Regions from separate parts of the Mus musculus genome. Here regions 2, 3, 4, 5 and 6 are each linked to region 1. Evidence: chromatin contacts called from public ChIA-PET, Hi-C, Micro-C and promoter capture Hi-C data. All regions are on one chromosome and are shown on one strand. The core of a region is the stretch at or near the end of the contact, and the rest is flanking DNA. Distances in the headings are between cores, read along the strand shown. Region 1 holds the start of Rheb (Ras homolog enriched in brain). Region 2 holds the start of 2900005J15Rik (RIKEN cDNA 2900005J15 gene). Region 3 holds the start of Galntl5 (UDP-N-acetyl-alpha-D-galactosamine:polypeptide N-acetylgalactosaminyltransferase-like 5). Region 4 holds the start of Gbx1 (gastrulation brain homeobox 1). Region 5 holds the start of Abcb8 (ATP-binding cassette, sub-family B (MDR/TAP), member 8). Region 6 holds the start of Slc4a2 (solute carrier family 4 (anion exchanger), member 2).

Region 1 (2,979 bases), core at 128-2,627:
AATTGAAAGATCAAGGTAGCAGAACAGCACTTAATCCCAGCACCTCGGAGGCAGTGACAGGTGGATCTCTAAGAATTCCAGGCCAGCCTGGACTACGTGAGACCCTATAAAAATAAGTCTATTGTGAAGGGCAAAAAATTAAGGACAAGTGTGCTGTTCTCTCTTGGCACCTTTATTTCCAGGCCTAGCCTTTAGTTTGGACTTCGATGAACTAGGCCTAGGGTCTAGCTTTCCACCCTGTTCTTCAATATGAGGATATCTCAACTCCTCTAGTTCTCTGGAAACAAGAGCTTTCTGCCTGTACGACTGTTGTAGAAAATATGACAGCCTTCCCTTTTCAGGCATGGCCCGCCCACACCAGACAGCTAAGCCTCCTCCTTTTCCTCGGCGTTTTTGACAATGGCTGACTTTCACGTTTCTCCAGAAATAACCTCTCGAGTGTTCAGTATGAAAAGACGCACTGATCTGGCTGCAGGACTCCCACGCGCGCGCCTGTCTGTGCGAGGTGCGTGCCACCCGGCGTGTTGCCCGAGTCGGCACCAGGACTGGTCAGCTCGCGCTGCTTTTAATGGAATTTCTGACATTTGCGAGCTGCACAGATTTCATTCTTCCCACAGTTCCTCAGCCACGAATAAAGCTTAGTCACCACCCACGTTAAGCCCAGACTAAAGCTAACATAGCAGGACGGTAATTTGAAGTATAGACAAGTGCGAAGCGAGGTGTCAGCCAACCTACAGTCCGTCAGCTAGGGCCACGCGCCTCGCTCCTTTTAAGGGCCGGCAGGCGCAAGTCGGCCAACGGCTCAGCACTTCACCAATCACCGTGCTTCACGCCTCTGGTTCCGCCCCCGCACCCACATTAGCCAATCACTGAGGAGTTGCCTGCCCGCCCGCCCACCCGCCGGTAGGGCCACGCTTTTGGACCACGCAGGCGCCCCGCCGAGCAAAAGCAGACAGAATTTATTTTTAGCTCCCCGCTGAGCGGCACCTCTCCTTGGCTCCACCCTTCCAATCCCCAATAGAAGACGGAGTTTCCATTGCGTCATCGCGCGGCAGTCTGGGAGCCGTCCAGTCAGAGCTCGGGCAGGATTGTCGTAATTAAAAAGCGGCGGAAGTAGGTGGGAGGGTCATGACGCAGCGAGTTTCGGTCGTGACTTTTCCGGGGGCTTTGGGGCGTCTCCGCTTTTTCCCTTTAAAGTAAAACGTTTCCCCGACGCTCCCCCGCGCGTTCCGGGCTGGGAGGCGGCGGCGGGAGGCGGCGCAGACGGGGCCGCGCGCGGTCACGTGGGTGTGTTGTTGGGGGAGGGCCCGCGCGTTCGGTTCCGGGCGGTTGAGCGAGCTAGAGAAGGAGCGAGCGAGCGAGCGAGCGAGAGGCAGCCGCGCCCGCCGCCGTGCTCTGTATGCCGCGTTCTCCCGGCGCAGCCGCCGCCGATAGTCTGAGCCGGAGGAGCCGCCGCCGCCGCGGTTAATGTGGTTGGGTCGGGGCTGAGCAGGCCACCAAGATGCCTCAGTCCAAGTCCCGGAAGATCGCCATCCTGGGCTACCGGTCTGTGGGTGAGTGGCGGCCCGGGCGATGTCGGGGCTGAGCCCCAGGACGCGGACGCGCCTGCGAAGTTTGTGGCGGCGCGGCCATGTGGCGGGCGGGCGGGCGGCGCGCGTTTCATAACCTCCATTTTGAGTGGAGGCGGCGGCGCCTTCCCCTGTCCCCAGGCGCGGCGGACAGGTGGCGGGGCGGCAGGCCGAGGCGGCCGCGTCCTTCCCTCGGCGTAGGAGCCGCGGGCCACTGCCCGGGAGTCTTGCGGCCCGGAGCAGCCTAGTCGGATCCCCGCATCTGTCCCGCCTTCTCTAAGCACGGTCTGTCCCCACCCGTTTCCCCAATCCCACAAGCCCCGGGCATTTCAACAAAGGAAACCTCTCCTTGTGACCTTTCCATCTGCAAAGAAGTTAAGCCTTTTAAAGAAAACAGGGAAACTTCAAGACGTTTGGCTACCAAGTTTTCCGCCTCCAAGAAACCTAGACTGGACCCCTCACAGGCCAGCTAGGTAGCATCTGGCAGCCAGCACAGGGAAGAGGAGAAAGACGTCTCTAATGTGTCCTATTTTTCTTTTCCCCTTTGAGGAGAAACAAGGCCAGGCACTTGGAACCAGGCTGTTAAAGTAATTCAAAAGCCCGTTTGTTTTCCTAACACCACCACCAAGCGATTGACATACATTTAAAGTTGTTCCTAGTAATCACCTTTTTGCCGAATAGAGGTGGTCCTGGGTGGGGTGGGGAGGGAACGCGGTGTCCAGACAGTAGTATTCAGTCCATCGTGTGATACAGGACATTTGAACTTAACCACGCTGCAGGGTGAGGCTTTATTGTTTTTGACCGACCGGAACAGGGGACTGTCACGTTCATCTTTAGTGCTGTTTGAAAGATGTAACTGTCTCCAGAAAATGTGCGTTTGACAGGGACCACTGAGGAGTGGAGAGTCTGGCAGTAGAACACCTTCCCCACTGGATGGGCTCCTGCTAGGCGGTTCATTCTGCGTTCTCACCCTGCTTTCCACTGCTGGTGCCCGGCTCTGTGCTCTTTGACCAAGATCAGTCAGGGCCTGCTTACTTTTCACCTTCTCTCCTCAAGAACTGGAGAAACTCCTTAGGAAGGGAATGGAAGATCGGAGACAGTGTGACAGATGGGAGTGCCTAGAGTGGAAAGGTGACACGTGCATAGTGCAGTGCTGAGGTGTTCATAGTAGGAAAGAGTAGGTGACTGCTTTAACAATTGCAACCCTAGAGTTAACAGGCACAAAATTACGGTGAATCCATTCACACCAAGATAGAACTCCTGATGTAACCAGTGTTGGTTGTCTGAGTCACCATACTGTTTTCTGAATTCCCTCCAAATTTGGAGAATGAGACCATGATGTAACTTGGCTGTTGATTGAGTACCCTCTAATCAGATAACTAATTGAAGATAGTAATCTTGAATGCAAGGC
Region 2 (3,321 bases), core at 397-2,896, 260 kb before region 1:
ACACACACACACACAAGCTACCACAGGCAAGTATACACACATACACACACACACACAAAGCTACCACAAGCAAGTATACACACACACACAAGCTACCACAGGCAAGTGCACACACACACACAAGCTACCACAGGCAAGTGCACACACACACAAGCTACACACACATACACACACACACACACACACACACACGCACACCCCAAGGGAAAGGTGGTGATAGAAGGAGCATGTACGTTCCCCTCAGAGTCCTTTCCTCTGTCTTCTTGGTCTCTTCTGATGGCTGCTTCTTTCAAAGCCACTTCTTTCTCATCACATGGTACCATTTATGCATCCTGGCACACCATCATGAAGAGATGAACATTCCAACCTACAGAGAGAGAACACTTGACAAACCTGGAGTGATTTTTTCTTTTCTTTTTTTAGTGGCTGAGGGTAGCCTCCTTGGACGTTGGTATTGCGTCCCTCCAAACCTCTCACTTCTGCTTCTAAGAAGCAGTCTGAACCCTCAGTAGAATGATGTCTTTTGGGGTCCTGGGAGTCCTTTAGTGAGGAGCCAGGCTGGGGAGGAGGGTGACGACACCGACACCGGGTTAGAACCTTCAGAGGACTCTCCAGAAGCTGCTTAGGGATACTGGTTGGGGGCTCTGGGGAGGAGGTGTACTTCATTCTTGTTTTGAAAGTGTGGTAGCAGGATGTATACAAACTTACCTGATGAACCAAGGATCGCCCCCTTCCCCCCAGCTGTAGGGTTTTACCTAATTTGCAGGAACTTGGCTGGTACCGTGGAAATCCAGGGGATTGCTGGACCCAGCAATGGGTTTCTCATGGGACAGACAGGTCCTTTACTAAATCATGGTCTTAAAGTGGTAACCACATCCTCTACGGTGGGAGAGCAGGAAGAGGAGTAAAGGCCATCTCCTTACCCGTGTCATGTCTTCGTCAAAGGAACCCCTATCACGTTTATGCTATAGGTACTGTCCGTGTATTACTGTTTACAGGGAGCAGGTGGGCTGATGTTAGCTTCAAAGAGCTGGAGTGATCACTGGGGTCAGCCGGTATTCAATTCTGAGCAGGAGAGGAAGCACGCCCCTCACTCAGACCAGAAGCCAAGGTCCTGCTGCCTGGGAGGAACACCAGGGCCCTGAGCAGCCCGCAGTACCAGATCTGCAGCCAGTGGCTCTGAAGATCCGGGAGCACGTGGCGTGTTCGCCCTGGTTTCAGGCTCCGACGCACCCATTTCCTCTCGTGGTTTTAGGACTTCAGCATTTACTGAGACCAGAGCGCCTTTGCCAAAGATCAAGGTTTGTTGCGCAATCTTTGATGAATCTGAAAAGAACCAAGTTGTGGAGAAAAGCCTGCACTCACCACGCCACAGGCCGCTCTGGACAGGATGGGGTTCCCTACGCCGCAGGGGGGCGGCGTTGCGAGAAGCGAGTGCGGTCACCCGAACCACTTTGACCCGGGGCTTCAATCGTGGCGTGGTCGGGCTGCGGGTGTGTGTTTCCGGGGGCTGGACCTAAACAGAGACACAGCAAAACCAGATGGATCAGAATCAGCTCCTGGCGAGTCCGGAGCTGGCCTACCTTGAGACAGAGAGTGCACGGCGACCACCCGGGGGCAGCGTGGGCCGCGTGGAGTGGGACAGTGGCGCCGCACGCCGCGCACTTCCTGTTCAACGCGCGCGCCGCCTGCCACCGCCCAGCGCTCCCAGAGCCTACGTTGGTGCCAGACCCGGCCCCCACAGTTCCCCGGGTCCCGGGGGCCGCGGCTCAGAGGCCGCCCGGGGCGGGCGCCCTGCCCTATTCTCCCCTAGGGGCTGGGGCGCGCCCTTCGGCCCGCAGAACCCAGCCAGCCGCCGCCACAGTTTATTCCTGCGGCCACGCGCCAGCCCAATTGCGACGAGTCTTCGCCTTTGCACCTCCTCTTCCCCCTCTGCCCTCCCTCTCGCCCAAAGAGGAGGCCCTCCGGGTCCCAGGCTCCCTGTCGCTTTATTGTGCGGCCCAGGGTTATGCATTTCTCTACCAAGTGTCTCTGGCCACCGTTTCCATCGAGGCACAGACACGAGAAGGCTGTTTTCCAAATTGCTGTTGTTAATTGCACCTGCCTGGCCGACTACCTCTGGGAATTTGTGGGAGGAGCCGAGAGGTGGAAAATGTTGCTTCGCTTTGCAGAAGGAGGAAAACTTTATCACCCAGCACAAGACTTCTGCCACGCGTAACCAAAAGTAGCACGGGCCGAGACTCTGCACCCAATGATTCCGTAGGAGAAAGAGGACGCTCCAACCCGGCATTCCGCGGACTGCCAGCCCCTCGGGTGGAGCCCCGCGTGTTACCTGCGCCACCCGCCCTCCCCGCGGAAGTCCCCACGAGGTGTTTTCAGGGTGGGAGGACAGTCATAAAAAGCGCGTGGCTCCAGTGTAACGGCAGCAGTCCTGGGAGGCAGCGAGGGGACCGAACCCCGGGGACGAGGCACCGGAATTAACTTCTAGCTAAAGTTATGGGAAGCGCAGCCATGGACACCAAGAAGAAGAAAGAGGTTTCCAGCCCGGGCGGGAGCAGTGGCAAAAAGAACCCTAGCCTGAAGAGGCGGTCACTGCGAGTGCACATTCCGGTGAGTCCCATCCCTGGAGCTCCAGACTCCCGCGGCGCCTAGGCGGTTAACAAGGGACACTCTGCGCGCGCCGTCCTGTCCCTCCTGTCCCTTCGGGAGGCTGGGGAGGGGGAGGGGCAGGGCCCAAGCTGGGCCGCAGAGCCCGAGATTGGATCTTGGTCCGTACTATAGTGGAGCTATGGGATTGTCTAGGACAGAGGCAAGGGTGTCTGCTGGGAAGCGAGTACGAGAAGCGCGCTCCCGGGTGCGCAAAGCCTGGTGGCGGACTGGGCGTAGCCCTGGATCGGGCCGGTGCGGGTGCTGGGGAGGGGGGTGGTGAGTTGTGTTGTTTTGTTGAAAAGGACCTCTTGTGAAGTGCGGGGAAGCGTGAGTTGAGGAGCCGCCGCCGCCACCGGGGACTGAGGAAAGGAGTGGTGGGTGGGAATATCGCGGGGTGCCACGGTGAGGCAGCACCCCCAAATAGCTCTCCCTCCACACCAATTTCAGGATGCATGTGAGTCGCGGCTGGAGCCCTTTGCAGTGATTCCCGTGGTTTGACTCCAGGAATATTTTGTGCCTCGTGGAATTTGGGGGCTTGAGGTTTTCTCGGCTTACTATACAGGGCTATTGCTAACTTCAGCCCAGAATACCCTGCCACCTTGGTTGGACTCTGGTGACATTGACTTAAACAGCCGGAGGGAGCAGCATGCAGAATAGCTTGCTCAGTGCTGA
Region 3 (3,125 bases), core at 172-2,671, 340 kb before region 1:
TTCAGTGGGTGACACACAGAGAATAGATTTGCGAGGAGGACAGGGACTTTTACAAAGAATAAGGGTTTCCGGCAGGAGGGGCGGATGAGAGCGGGTGATGGGAGTGAGAATAACTAAAATTCAGTGTAATACACGAAACTGTCAAAGGTGTGCATGTGTGTGTGTGCACACACACATGTGTGTGCCTGTATGTGTGCATATGTGCAAGTATGTTGGGCGTGGGTGTGGGTGAGTGTAGTGAAACTTTCCCTAACCTATGAGTATAAAATGCCTTGTTAGCATACTTTATGGATTTTTTTTTATTAATTGATTTTTGTGTGTGTGTAGCCCTGGCTGTCCTGAAACTCATTTTTGTAGACCAGGCTGGCCTAGAACTCAAGAGATCTGCCTGCCTCTGTCTCCTTGGTGCTGGAATTAGCTGCCTGACTATCAGTATATCTTATTAAAGGGGCCTTGTCAGAGTCCCCGTTCCTGTAATGGTTAATGTTGTCAACTCTACAGGATCTAGGATCACTGGAGAGAGAGAGACTCTCAGTAAATCTACATAATTCAAATTAGGTTAATTGAGGTGGAAACATCCGCATTAAATATGGGTGATGCATTCCGTGGCCTGGGGTCCCAGGTGAATGGAGAGGAGAAAGCCCTGAGCACCAGAATTCACTACTTCCTGGCTGTGAACACCATGTGATCAGCCACCTCCCTCTCCTGCCACAGTGCTTCTGTGCTTTCCCCATCACTATGAAATCTATCCCCTCAAGTTGTAAGCTAAAATAAACTCTCACTCCTTTAAAAATAAATTTTAAAAAATGTAAAAGTATGATGTGATTAAGTCATCGGTGTGAAGATCTGTGCGGGCACACATCCTCCCCACATTAGCGTCAGGAGAGCATGACCTTGCTTCTGATCCATGCCACCACTGATTTTTCTGAAAACAACATTTTGCAATGCTTTATCTTCCCAACACTGCTCTTCAGATGGGACCTGTAACCTCACTCTTCAAAGGCCTTCCCTCCATTGAGTTTTAAGTAACTATAAAGAGCTCACACAAGTATGTCACAGAGTCCCCTTTCAGGAACTGGAGCCTACACAGTATCTTATGTCTTCCAGAAGTGAGGCATAGCCAGCCTTTTCTTGTGGTAAATCAGTCTCCGTGCTGCTCGGCAGAGTCCACATCAGCCAATGTCCAGCAGACCACTGCTTGCACTGGTCTAGATGCCTGGACTTCCTGAGTCTCTAACTCTGGCCTAGCTCCTTACCTGTCAATGAGGCTGCCTTTCTGGCAGCTTTTAAAGTTATTTGACAACCAGAGTCATAAGTGGAATCAGGTCTGTGAGTGATGAAAAGATGTAATTTTCTAGGTGGTACTAGATCATGCTGGGTTGCCTTACAGCAACAGAGTGTTCAGCAGGCCACCACAGGCTGGCTCTCAGAGCCCAGTGACATCACACAAGGCACTGTTGGCCCACAGAGGCCTCTGTCTGGAAGTCTAGCAAGCAGTTAGAATCCAGGAAGCTAGAACCCAAAGGGGCCTATCATAACTACTGTCTGAATGTCATTCCTCCTCAGCTAAGGAAACAGAAAGTCTCATGAGAGTCAAGGTCAAAACCCAGGGTATGCAGGCTTGGCCTAATGTTTAGCTCTTGTGAAATGAGATTACAAAACAGCTGTCAGAATACCTCAAGAAACTGAAATATGAGACCAAAGGCTGCCTGAATGCAGCCTTTAACTTTTCCTTTCTGATCCATTGCTCAGCATTTAGATGGCAGTACACAAGATCAGCCAAGACTTGAGAGAGCCCTTCTGTGAGAGTAAGAGGAGGTTGGACCCCTCCCCCCAGAGGCTTGGAACCACCACACCCCTGTATCAGCTCAATAGAGGCAGTGGTGCGCTGGGGCTCTTCTAGACCCTTCTCTAGAGCATGAAGGTCTGGACAACTCCTAGCATAAATTTGGATGCTCATCTGCACAAGCTAGATAGGAAGCACTTCTATTTCATTTATCAATGGTATTAATGCAGACTATGTTTGAATGGGCGGGGGAGATGGCTTATTTGGGAAACTCCTTGCCACACAGCATAAAGGTCTGAGTTTGGAACCCTAGCATCACATAAAAGCCATTCATGGCAATGCACACCTGAGACCCTAGCCTGGGGAAGGCAGAGACAGGAGAAGCCCTGGAACTTGCTAGCAGGTTCAGTGAGAGGCCTTGCCTCAAAAACAAAACAAAAAAAAGACCAGTAAGGGAGGACGCCACACACCAATCTTCATATATACATACATGTACATGTGTAGCTATCTCTGCCTACACACACACACACACACACACACACACACACACACACACTCACATAAATTTTCCTAGCACATAAGACTCTGAGTTTGATCCCTGGCAATGAAAACAAACACAAAACAAACTAACAAACCAACCATTTTCTCAATATCTATGCAAATATATATATATATATATATATATATATAATGCAAAAGCCCATGCAGAGTGGAATGGACAGGGCTGTGGGTGTGGTACAGCTGGTATAGTGCCTGTCTAACAAGCATGGAGCCCTGTGCTCCATCCCAGCACCACAGTGGGAATGGATGGGGCTGTGGGCATGCATGTGATAGCAGGACACCTCAGACACAGAAGCAAGATGCAGGGTGCATGATGCTATTGCTATGACACTGAAGAAGGTGCCAAACTGATCTACACTGAGAACAGCCAGAGGGTGAGACAGGCACTAGGTACTGTGTGGGGCCAGGGCATCTGGATACTCATGGGCTGCTCTCTAAAGGGTTTCACACTTCAAAGATTCTCAGAGTTAAGTCCTAGGTTACGGTTTGGTTTAATAAGTAAAGTCTTTCCGAGAAAGGGCAAGGCTCTTAACTAGGTCAAGGGTAATAGATGGGATTTTATGTTGAGAAAAACTCATGTGCCATTAAACTCACCCTCAGAAGCAGAGACGTAGGTATATTCACAAAAGTCACAAAAATGTGGCTCATTTTATCAGCCCAGAAAGAACCTCCATAAGAAATAGCAGTCTTGCTGGGCAGTGGTGGCGCACGCCTTTAATACCAGCACTTGGGAGGCAGAGGCAGGTGGATTTCTGAGTTCGAGGCCAGCCTGGTCTAC
Region 4 (3,270 bases), core at 330-2,829, 320 kb after region 1:
CCCCAGGGTGGCCTGGTCCCAGGTTCAGACTGGCCTAGAACTCCCTAGGTAGCTGAAGATGACCTTAAATTTCTGATCTTCCTGCTTCTGAATATCAGCAAGAGTTACCACAAAACCAGTTCAAGCCTTATCTTACTTAATCCTGCCTTAGTGCTACCCTGCTGACATCACTGTGACAATAGCTCTGCTCATTAGCTAATAAAATACTTCTGCTTGGGACAAATGTCAGAGACCCAGCAGTCCCTTCAGCCCAGCTCTGTCCTCTTTGGGAGCTCAGTAGGTTTTCCTCTATATCTAAATAGGACCACTCGCACGCCTAAACTACATCCTGTTGAATTTGTCTGGCTTTGCTATTGCTCCTTTAGACTGTGAGGCTCTTCCTGACCGCACCTGAATAGTTCCCTAGTCCAAAGGCTGCACTTTTGCTGGACAGGCTTGCTCTCCATTTGCAACTTTGAGCCTCTCTTCTTGCTTGTCTTGTTCTCACTCTCTGACCTGAGGTGCTTATGCAGCCAAAAGCCAATGACTTTTGCCTCTAGAACGACAAGTCTGTTGCTGGGAATCAGAGGAGGGGGACAGTCAAGGCGGAATGGGGGAGGTGAGCAGAGTCATCTGCAATTAGCAGATAATTAGCGCTGCTGACCCTTGGGGCTCATCAGCGCTCCTAGGGCCAGCCCCCAGCAATCAGCCAGGGCAGGTCGAGAGTGTCAGGCCCGAGAATGAATAGGGCTCATCAGACGCGCTGGAGCCAGGGAGCCAATCAGGGAAATTAATGGGGAGAGAGAGAGAGAGAGAGAGAGAGAGAGAGAGAGAGAGAGAGAGAGAGAGAGAGAGAGAGAGAGAGAGAGAGAGAGCAGGGAATGAGAAAATAGACTGGGATAGAGAATCAAAAAGAGAGGAATAGGAATTTTAAAGGCGGCTAAAAGAGAGGAAAGTGAGAGGAAGAAAAAGAATGGAAAGGGTGGGAGAGAGGTGGATGGGGAAAGGTGAAGGAGGGGGAAGGGTAAGTACTTGGCCCTGTGTGGGCACCCAGGAATTCCCGCATAAGCGAGAAGTTGGAGATGGAGGAGAAATGAGGGAGAGGGAGCGAGAGCCAGAGCTTAGAGAACCGAGTCCCAGGCAGAGAGTGCGAAGGCACTGGGAAGACAGTAGGAAAGCGGTCGCCCACGAGTGGCCCCGGGCGCGCACGGGGCCCTGGGCGGAGAGCGCGCCCCCTGCTGCCCCGCGCCGCATCGGGGCTCCTAGGGATCGCCACTCGGTGCGCCCCGAGTCGCTCCTGGCGTCCTGCGCACCCCCGCCCCGCCCTGCCGCGCTCCTCTCGCCCTTCGAGCCGCGCCGAGCCCGGGCCGCGTGGGCTGAGCCGGGAGCACGTCCGGGCGCGGGGAGAGGACCTAGCCAGCTGCCGCCGCCGCCTCCTCGCCCGCCGCAAACTTTCACAAAGCCGCGGGTCCGGCCTCATCAATCTGCATTAATAATAGTTGGTTGGGCCGCGGGGGGCGGGCGGGGTCCCGGGCCGGCCGGGCCACTGAAAAGGCGCGGGGCGCGGGGCGCGGGAGCCGGGAGCGGCGGCGGGCGGAGGGAGCAAGTGAAGCGTAATTTGAGGAAGATGGATGAGTCCGGAGGGCGACACCCCCAACCCGCCCGCCCGCCCCCTCCCTCCTTATGAGCGAGAGAGCGCGGCGCCGGAGCCACACTGCGCCGAGCCCGCGCCCCGCCGCCACCTCGGCCCGCGCGCCCGCAGCGAGCCCTGCGTGTCCGCGCGGGGCGCACGGCGGGGCCCGGGCAGCGCCATGCAGAGAGCGGCAGGCGGCGGCGCCCCCGGGGGCAGCGGCGGGAGCAGCGGCGGCCCCGGCGCCGCCTTCTCCATCGACTCGCTCATCGGGCCGCCGCCGCCGCGCTCGGGCCACCTGCTCTACACCGGCTACCCCATGTTCATGCCCTACCGGCCGCTCGTGTTGCCGCAGGCGCTGGCCCCCGCGCCGCTGCCCGCCGGCCTGCCGCCGCTCGCCCCGCTCGCCTCGTTCGCCGGCCGCCTGAGCAATACCTTCTGCGCGGGGCTGGGCCAGGCGGTGCCCTCGATGGTGGCGCTGACCACTGCGCTGCCCAGCTTCGCAGAGCCCCCGGACGCCTACTACGGGCCCCCGGAGCTCGCCGCCGCCGCCGCCTCCACCGCCTCGCGAAGCAACCCGGAGCCCGCGGCCCGGCGCACTGACGGAGCGCTGGACGCTGAGGAGCTGCTGCCCGCGCGCGAGAAAGTGACTGAACCTCCGCCGCCCCCGCCTCCGCACTTCTCTGAGACTTTCCCGAGTCTACCGGGTAAGTGCTGGGACCGACACGGGTTTGACCGTCAGGAAGTCCCAGATCCGAGACCGGTCCAAAACTCCCGCCATCTGCTTGGAGCCCTGGAGTGCCGGACTCCAGATCGTACGCGGTGTTCAGTAGTGGACATCTCCAGGTCCCAAAGCCCTGCTCTTGCCCCGGAGCGCCTGAAGTCTCACCGGCAGTACGTTTCTCAAGGCATTATAGTCCACAAACCTCGCCCCATCTCTTTTTCAGAATCCCTTCGTTTTTTCTCCTCTCAAAGGTTGTATTCTTGAGGGCCTCAGCAGGACCCTAGGGTGACAGCATGTTAGGGTAACTGTCAGCTTAGTATGTGGGGACACGGTCTGAATCGACCCCTCAACACTCAACGATGGGAATGGGCTTTCTGGATGCAGGGCCTGGTGAGCCTGTGGCTTCCTTCACCTTAGCAGAGGTCGCTCTCAAAACTGGAGAACCAGGGAGGGTGCTGGACCAGGGCTGGCCAGGACTGGAAATGCTAAAGGCTGGCAGAACTGGGTGTGGCATAAAGACTTGGGAGTTGAGAATCCTGCTAAGATTCAGCTGAGCCATCATTTAAGAGCCCTGAGCTCTCCCCGGGAGGATGCCTTCTCCACAGAAACAGGGTGTAGTAAACGAACCCAATCAGACTCCATTCCCTTGAAGCCCTCTTGTCCTGACCTCAGTATCTACTCTAGAGCGGTTTCCTAGCCTGGAAGAGCCAGGTGTGCCGAGATCAAGGTTTCTGCAATCTGGTGAGTTCTAATTAAGAAAGCTAGCCCGTGCAAGGGTAGAGGGCTGGAACTTCCTTCACACTAAGACGAGCCCATTTCTGCTTCTCAGTCCATGGCACTTAGGTTGGGATGGGAAGGACCAGAAGGATTTGGAGGCTGACTATAGCAGAGGCAAGAAGAGGGTCCAAGAATCATTGGCTAGGACGGGCCATTCCTG
Region 5 (3,015 bases), core at 25-2,524, 450 kb after region 1:
ACATTCGGCTGTATACTGGATTTAGACTCACCTTCTTGAGTAAAGGGTACTAGGCTCGGTTCCTGACGATACATCTAGCTCTAAGAATCAAATTCCTATTTGTTTTGTTCACTCAGAACTCACTATGTAGTCCGTGCTGGCTTCAAATTCCTAGCAACTCTCGGGCTTAACGTGGATGCTGTTGAGATTTCACTGTATAGTTGGGCTGACCTGGAGCTCTCTATAGACCAGCCTGGCCTTGAATTCACAGTAGATTCTAGCTAGGACCTACTTTAAAATTTTTTTTTAAATGCACGTATGTGTTTATCTATTTAGTGGGTTTGGGATAGTGGAAGTAAGAGGATAATTATAATTTGCCGAAACTGCATACCTCCTACCATGAGTTTTCAAGTAGAATCCACGTCTTCAGGCTTGGTAGCAAGTGCCTTTAACTGCTAAATCATCTCGCCAGCTCAGGTATCGCTTTTGATTATTTAGAACTATTTCAGCTAATCCTGAAGCACTATCAATAGTAAATGTCTATGGACACCAATTACAGATCTCCAGGTGGATTACCAGAGAGCGAATGCGAGCTGTGAGTGGCGCCCCTTAGTGGGCAGTGGTGACTGGGTGTGGCTGAGTCCTGACCGCAAGTGGATACAGACCTGCGGAGCCTCCTGCTGGCACCACACAGCATCATGAATAATTGAGGCCAATTCCCTGGACAGTGACATTCCACACCCTCCGAGACAGCCTACATCTCCCAGCAAGCCCCGCGCGAGCCCGGAACTACATATCCCGGCGGGCCCCGCGCGATGTCGGACGGTGGTCAATGGCCCACACTCCAAGTTGCTCTTGTGTTTTTACCTGGCGGCAGAGAACGTCTGGAAGCGCAGGGATTGTAGCGACCATCCTGGAACTGGGCCACCCCGGATTCCGAACCGAAATAAGTGCACCAACATGTTGAGGCAATAAGATAGGGGCAGCCAGCAACGGCAATCTCACACTTATCCTACCGAGGGTTCCATGTTCGCTATGGCCCCATCCCGACAACCCCTTCCCATTCTCAGCGATGATTGGAGAAAAGACACATCAGTCTTGCTGCAAGCTGTGATTGGATAAAATGTTGGCTGTAGGCGGGACCGAGCAGAAGCAGCTCTAGCTATTTGCTCAGTGGCCTGAAGTCAGGTGCGGGTCAGAGGTTGTGCGACGTTCATTCTCACATTAGAGGACGTCCTGGCGCTTCTGACCTTGAGCCCTTTCTCTAGAGTTGTTCCAGACAATCTCTATGCTCCCTGGCATCACAGGAAGTGGTGGTTTCGTGAGAAGGAATATGTGAAAACAGACCTGAGAGTTAAAAAAAAAAACTACACACAGACACACACACACACACACACACACACACACCCCTCAACCCAAACCAAACAAAAACATACATGCACGTAACGTGCCACCACTTGAGTCTCTAATCTCCCTATGTGATCCTGCTACTCACAGTTATCGTGAATTATTAGTATGTAGGTCATGAAGTTAATCAAAGTGCAACCTAAGAGCTAACCTTTAGGTTCCTTCTTCATTTGGGTCTGAATCACTGGCCTAAGGTTCCAGCTCAAAAGTGAATAGCTCTTGCAGCAGTTGGGCTAAGCTTATTCTTGCTATAATTGTCTCCCAAAGTACCCCCAAGACCTGCTACATAGCTCTGACTAGCCTGAGACTCTCTTTATAGCCCAGGCTTGTCTTGAACTCACCATCCTTCCTTCCCAGTGTTGGGATTAGAGGCTTGAGTCACTATGCCTTCTGTGTAATTATTATTTTTGTTTTAACTCCTCCACTGGGCTGTGGTTTCTTGGTGGGAGTGGCTCTGACTCATACCCGTTCCCCTCCACGCGAGAAAGGCACGCTATTGTCCACTGTCCACCAGGGGGTGCTGTTTCTAGCTCACATTTACTCTCTGGTAATCCATCTGGACATTTGAACATTGTTATGTTACTAGTATCATTGTCATTTATTGGTGGTGCTTCCGGGACTCAATTTTTCTTGAGCTGAGGGTCGCAAAGTCATGCTCTGGAATGAGCAGAGTGAAACTAGACAGAGCAATGAGCCAGAATTTGCTTGAGTTTGGGGCTGAGGAGATAAGGATGTGTGTAGAGGTAGTCTTAAGCAAGTATATACTATATGTGAGTAATGTCAGAGGGAGGTACCAGCTAAAGCCACACTTAACCTCTCTCTCTCTAGAGGTCTCAGAAAGATCATGGGAATTTCCTGCCACCGGGGTACCCCCCCACGCCCACTTCCTTGGGATTCCATTTTGCCACAAAGCATAGCTTTGCACCTTACCTAGACACAAAAGTATGGGAGTCATGAACTCTTGTTATATAAGAAAATCAGGCAGTCTGGGATAAACCTGTGGGATGTTCCATGGATGTCCTCCACGCTCCTCCAGGAAATGCTCTAGGAAGCACAGTTTTCCTCTCCGCCTCTGAGATACTGGCTTGATCGCTGGAGGCCCTGACACCTGCTCCATAAGTCAATATCTCAGGCATGGGCTTCAGTAGGGCAGTTGGTGACTCATGGCCTTGGGAATGGCGTTGGGCAAGCCATCAGACCAGCCACCTGGGCCTCCTCCTCCCGGGTGAGGCAACAACAAAGAACTCAACTGAGCCAGTCCATCCCCACACACCCAAATTATCCTCTCAAGGCCCCTGCCTTCCTGCGCTGACGTGTCTCAGGAGGCCCCGACACCAGGTCAGGACTGGAGGAGAGTACATCAGGGTTCAAGAGGATAAGGAAGATACAGTGGAACTCTCAAGGAACCAGCCTTTTTTCCTTAAGCTCCAATCTAGGATGGCTAGCACTCCTTCCTTTTACTCCTTGTTTTCTCCTGGCTAACCACAAAGTCTGCCCTCTTTCATTCAGAGAAAGAAAATATACAGCTTTTTTTTTTTTTTTTTTTTTTTAAGATAGGGTCAGATGTTGCCCAGAACAGCTTCAGTCTCCTGATCCCGCTACTCTGTCTCCTCCTAAGTGCTGGGAAAT
Region 6 (3,395 bases), core at 299-2,798, 420 kb after region 1:
CAGAAACCCTGAGGGGGCAGTCTCTCTATTCCTTCCCTCCCTAGCCCTGGGCCAGGAAAATCTGAGTGGCAGGACGGCAGGACAGCCCTCCTGACGATGACTGTAGGTTGTGAGCTGTGATGGGGGTAGAGGGAACCCAACCAGTGCAAACTGGGGTGCCCATGCACACTGAGGGCACACCCAATGCTCTCTAAAGGTAACAATGCTAAGCTGCTCAGGTGTGCTGCCGATGTGTGGTTGCCTGATTTATGGCTACCTTGGCAATGAGATGGGGTCAAATAACAGAGGTCTGGGGGGATCAGCCCAGGGTGGGGAGTCTGGGCCACACATTCCTGGCAAGAACTCCAACTCAGCTGACTGCTCTTTCCACCTCCCCCCTAAGCAGGCCTTCAGCCAGGGCCTGTCAGTGTGGGGGAGAGGTGTGAGGGAGGGGACCTGGTCTAGGGGGGTATAGGGAATCTGTGTTCACCACCTGCAGGTGCTCACTCCCACCTCCAGGCTTTGCCCTCAGTGTGTTTCACCACCAAGCCCTCCTCCCTCTACCCATGCCCCCCTCCCTGCTGTCGTAGAATACAAAGCAGCCTCTGTCCAGAGCATCGGTACCGATAATCCTAGTGGGGGCACATTCCCCGGACCAGCCCCGACGGGCCCGAAGGATTAGTGTCTCTCCCCCAGCCCAAGGGATTAGCAGTCCGGACCCCCACTCGAGCATTAACCATTCCCCAAGTGAATTCGTACATTCCACAGCTCTTGGCTGTGGGGCTGGTGGGGGGCGGAGAGAGTTTGATAAAACGGACCCAGATTTGAAGCAGCGCTCCCTCCACACCCAAGCAAGGAGTTCCCTACAGAAGAGAAGGCAGTCCCCTAGGACTCAAACTTCAGGCTTGTCCTTCCCACCCTCACCCAGCTGCTCCCCCTTCTGTCTGACCTCTTGTCCTGACCTGACCCGCCAACCCTTTTCATGGCTCCATCTCTCAATCCCGAGATCCGAGGAGTTGCGGTCCCAGGCAACCCACAAAGTGGCGAGTTTCTGGGGCACAGGGTCGTCTGGAACCCTCACGGGAGTGGGAGAGCGAGCTGAAGGCAGTAGCTCCCTGAGACTACCCGCTCCTGGTGACAGGGGGCGCGGCACCTTGGCTTTAGGTAACTCTTAAGAGGCGGACCACGGAATCTCGCTTCCGACCCGTACTCCCACTCGCCTCCCCATCCTTCTCCCTAAAACCTCGCTCCCTGCGCCCCAGTCCCCGCCCTTTCCTCCAGTTCCACTCCCTCGGCGCCCGAGTCTCCAGTCCCCCCCCCCCCTCCGCGGCCCTCACCCTCCCTCTCCGCCACCTAACTGCTTACCCGCTAGCTCTAGATTTCGTGTCCCGGGGGTCTCCGGGTCTCCCCTGATCCTCCGGAACCCTCGCGCGCTCCCGACGATTTCCCGGTGCCCACCCCGGGGCGCGCCCCCGCCGCTCCCAACTTCTCCCAACTCAACTTTCCCCCGCGCTGCGGGCAGGCCAGCCTCCAGCGTGCGCGCCCCCCGCAGCGCGCCGTGCGCGCCCCCGGCGCGGCTAGCTGAGAGGCGGAAAGCGGACGCTGAGCCTCCGCGGCGGGGGCGCGCTCCCAGGCACAGCCCGACACCGCCGACACCGCCGGCGCGGCCTTCCGGCTGTTCCCCCCCCCCCGCCACCCGCGGCGAAGCTCCGGGCTCGCCTTCTCTTAGCTTTAGTGAGCCACCTCTGTGAGGAAAGAAGCCAGCTTTACGTTGGGGATCGAGGGCGTGGAGTAGGCCAGGAAATTGAGATGCAGGGAGTCGAACTACAGATTTTTTGACGTTAAGGTTCTGCAGAGCCCCCGCCCAAATAACACCACTGAAACACCAAGAAAGCCCCGGTGTCTGCTTGAGAGAACGGGTGGCAGGCGAATGTGGAGTAATGAGTGGGTGGGGTTGGGTGGCCAAGACCCTGAACTGATGGAAAACAAGACAACTTGTTGAAGATTCCTCCCTTTCGCTAGAACTACCTCCGGGCTAAATGGAAACCTATTCATAGCTGACACCTCTATTTGAAAGACCCTTGCGTGTCATCATGTTTTCTCAACTAAGTTATCAATTATTTCAGATAAAGAATACACTTTATGCGTCTTCAGTCTGCCACGTGGGTAAATCACAATATTGTTTATGCAAAAGCACTCAGATTTAAGTGAGTTAATTGACAAACGGTTAGCGCCTACTCTGGTTCCGCGCTGAGGAATGCTGTTTGGGGCCATTTTCGCCCGGTTCACAGCCCTCAAGAATGCAATCATGAGACAATTAGAGAGTAGTGCAAGAAAATCTATAATCAACTCCTTTATAGGATGAGGTAAAGGCTGCTTGCTCCAAGTGTAGCAACTGTCTGTGGTCTTGTCTGTTGAGGGAAGTAACTGACCTGCCAGTCTTCGTGGGCCACACCCTGGCTGACTCCAGTGGGCCTGCTCTGAAGACTGGGATCTGGGGGACACCCAGGCTCCAGTCAGCTGGCCTCGGCATGTCAAAGTGGAGCCGCTGGAGTCCGGTGGGTTTCGAGACGATAAAATGGGCCCAGCAGAAAGAGGGGACTCTGGCGTGTGTCCTTCCACTCAAATCCAGACTCTAACGGGGCACACCTGTCTCGCTGCCCAGCCCTGTGGTCAGCTGGTCCCTGTGAGGTCATCAGCAGTAAGACATCGCTCAGAATCATTCCCCAATCAGTCCTGGGGTCACCAGGTGGCCTAGGAGAGGTGAAAACTAGTGCTGAAGCTGTCAGGAGGTCGCTGGTGACTCAAAACACCCAACCAGGTCAGAGCCGGGCCAACAGCGCTCGGGATCTAGGCCGTCAAACGCAAACTTCAAGCAGAGAGCACCCCACCCCCACCCTCACTGTATTCTGGAACGCGTAGTCCCGGAGAGGCCCTTTTCTGGAAGGCTGTGAGCACAGAAAAGGAATAATAACAAGAGCGGGGCACACTGGGAGCCTCCGCGCCTTGGCGGAGACGCCCGACACGCGATGCTTCCTGGGAGTTGAAGTTTAAGGTTTGCCTCCGCGATGGAAACGAGTCCCTGGAGTTGATCGCTGCAGAGAGCCCGAGCGCAGCCTGTTGGACTTTGTAGTCCGCGTGTCCTCCGCCACAGGCATTCTTGGGAACTATGGCTTCCCCGGGACTACAAGTCCCAGATGCCAGTGCGTGGTGAGCAGGTGGGCGGGGCTGGAGCTGTGAGTACCACCTCCTCTGCAACGCCAGGGCCGGGAGTCTTAGAACCGAGGGCCCGCAGGGGTCCCCGCGGCCGCTGCAATGCAGAAATACGAGAAACTGGAGAAGATTGGGGAAGGTAATGGAACCACGAGATGTTCCTGCAAGGTCTTTTTCTGAAGACCCTACTTGCAGTCCCAGCT

The links. Promoter capture Hi-C pulls out the DNA fragments that hold promoters and counts their contacts. Hi-C and Micro-C count contacts between places; a contact is called where the count stands out from the background. ChIA-PET counts read pairs in DNA pulled down with a chosen protein or histone mark. Capture Hi-C pulls out chosen DNA fragments and counts their contacts.
Region 2: a Hi-C map of muscle stem cells shows a contact between it and region 1, with 1.9 times the contacts expected there. The contact joins the promoter of 2900005J15Rik here to the promoter of Rheb in region 1. A contact is called at or near these places in 8 of 39 promoter capture datasets (the C10 cell line, the HPC-7 cell line, hippocampal neurons and 3 more), 7 of 484 Hi-C or Micro-C datasets (CD8 T cells, embryonic stem cells, muscle stem cells and 1 more), 4 of 115 datasets of contacts at active chromatin or transcription factors (embryonic stem cells, memory CD8 T cells and microglia) and 3 of 9 other capture datasets (adipose tissue, embryonic stem cells and liver).
Region 3: a contact with region 1 is called in a promoter capture Hi-C map of 3T3-L1-derived adipocytes, with 2.7 times the contacts expected there. The contact joins the promoter of Galntl5 here to the promoter of Rheb in region 1. A contact is called at or near these places in 6 of 39 promoter capture datasets (3T3-L1-derived adipocytes, the C10 cell line, cranial neural crest and 3 more).
Region 4: a Micro-C map of embryonic stem cells shows a contact between it and region 1, with 2.4 times the contacts expected there. The contact joins the promoter of Gbx1 here to the promoter of Rheb in region 1. A contact is called at or near these places in 1 of 484 Hi-C or Micro-C datasets (embryonic stem cells) and 1 of 9 other capture datasets (adipose tissue).
Region 5: an RNA polymerase II ChIA-PET map of memory CD8 T cells shows a contact between it and region 1, with 18 read pairs. The contact joins the promoter of Abcb8 here to the promoter of Rheb in region 1. A contact is called at or near these places in 2 of 39 promoter capture datasets (the C10 cell line and pre-B cells), 1 of 484 Hi-C or Micro-C datasets (CD4 T cells), 4 of 115 datasets of contacts at active chromatin or transcription factors (bone marrow-derived macrophages, memory CD8 T cells, pancreatic cancer cells and 1 more) and 2 of 9 other capture datasets (adipose tissue and liver).
Region 6: a contact with region 1 is called in a promoter capture Hi-C map of liver, with 2.4 times the contacts expected there. The contact joins the promoter of Slc4a2 here to the promoter of Rheb in region 1. A contact is called at or near these places in 2 of 39 promoter capture datasets (erythroid cells and neutrophils), 2 of 484 Hi-C or Micro-C datasets (B cells and CD8 T cells), 2 of 115 datasets of contacts at active chromatin or transcription factors (the 230-238 cell line and memory CD8 T cells) and 2 of 9 other capture datasets (adipose tissue and liver).

The regions. Positions count from the first base shown.
Region 1 is chr5:24,840,759-24,843,737 of GRCm38.p6, reverse strand. It overlaps Rheb (Ras homolog enriched in brain), which reads left to right and starts at 1,377. Exons shown (of 8, transcript NM_053075.3): 1 at 1,377-1,553. The coding sequence starts at 1,502.
Region 2 is chr5:25,099,300-25,102,620 of GRCm38.p6, reverse strand. 2900005J15Rik (RIKEN cDNA 2900005J15 gene) reads right to left here and starts at 1,646. Exons shown (of 1, transcript NR_027851.1): 1 at 1-1,646. It overlaps Prkag2 (protein kinase, AMP-activated, gamma 2 non-catalytic subunit), which reads left to right and starts at 1,979. Exons shown (of 16, transcript NM_145401.2): 1 at 1,979-2,610. The coding sequence starts at 2,497. It overlaps Gm42232 (a long non-coding RNA gene), which reads left to right and starts at 2,618. Exons shown (of 2, transcript XR_880887.2): 1 at 2,618-2,768.
Region 3 is chr5:25,179,776-25,182,900 of GRCm38.p6, reverse strand. Galntl5 (UDP-N-acetyl-alpha-D-galactosamine:polypeptide N-acetylgalactosaminyltransferase-like 5) reads right to left here and starts at 1,421. Exons shown (of 9, transcript NM_026449.3): 1 at 1,257-1,421.
Region 4 is chr5:24,525,157-24,528,426 of GRCm38.p6, reverse strand. Gbx1 (gastrulation brain homeobox 1) reads left to right here and starts at 1,579. Exons shown (of 2, transcript NM_015739.2): 1 at 1,579-2,316. The coding sequence starts at 1,611.
Region 5 is chr5:24,392,415-24,395,429 of GRCm38.p6, reverse strand. Abcb8 (ATP-binding cassette, sub-family B (MDR/TAP), member 8) reads right to left here and starts at 1,274. Exons shown (of 16, transcript NM_029020.3): 1 at 847-1,274. The coding sequence starts at 941.
Region 6 is chr5:24,423,385-24,426,779 of GRCm38.p6, reverse strand. Slc4a2 (solute carrier family 4 (anion exchanger), member 2) reads right to left here and starts at 1,548. Exons shown (of 23, transcript NM_009207.3): 1 at 1,345-1,548. Cdk5 (cyclin-dependent kinase 5) reads left to right here and starts at 3,216. Exons shown (of 12, transcript NM_007668.4): 1 at 3,216-3,331. The coding sequence starts at 3,295.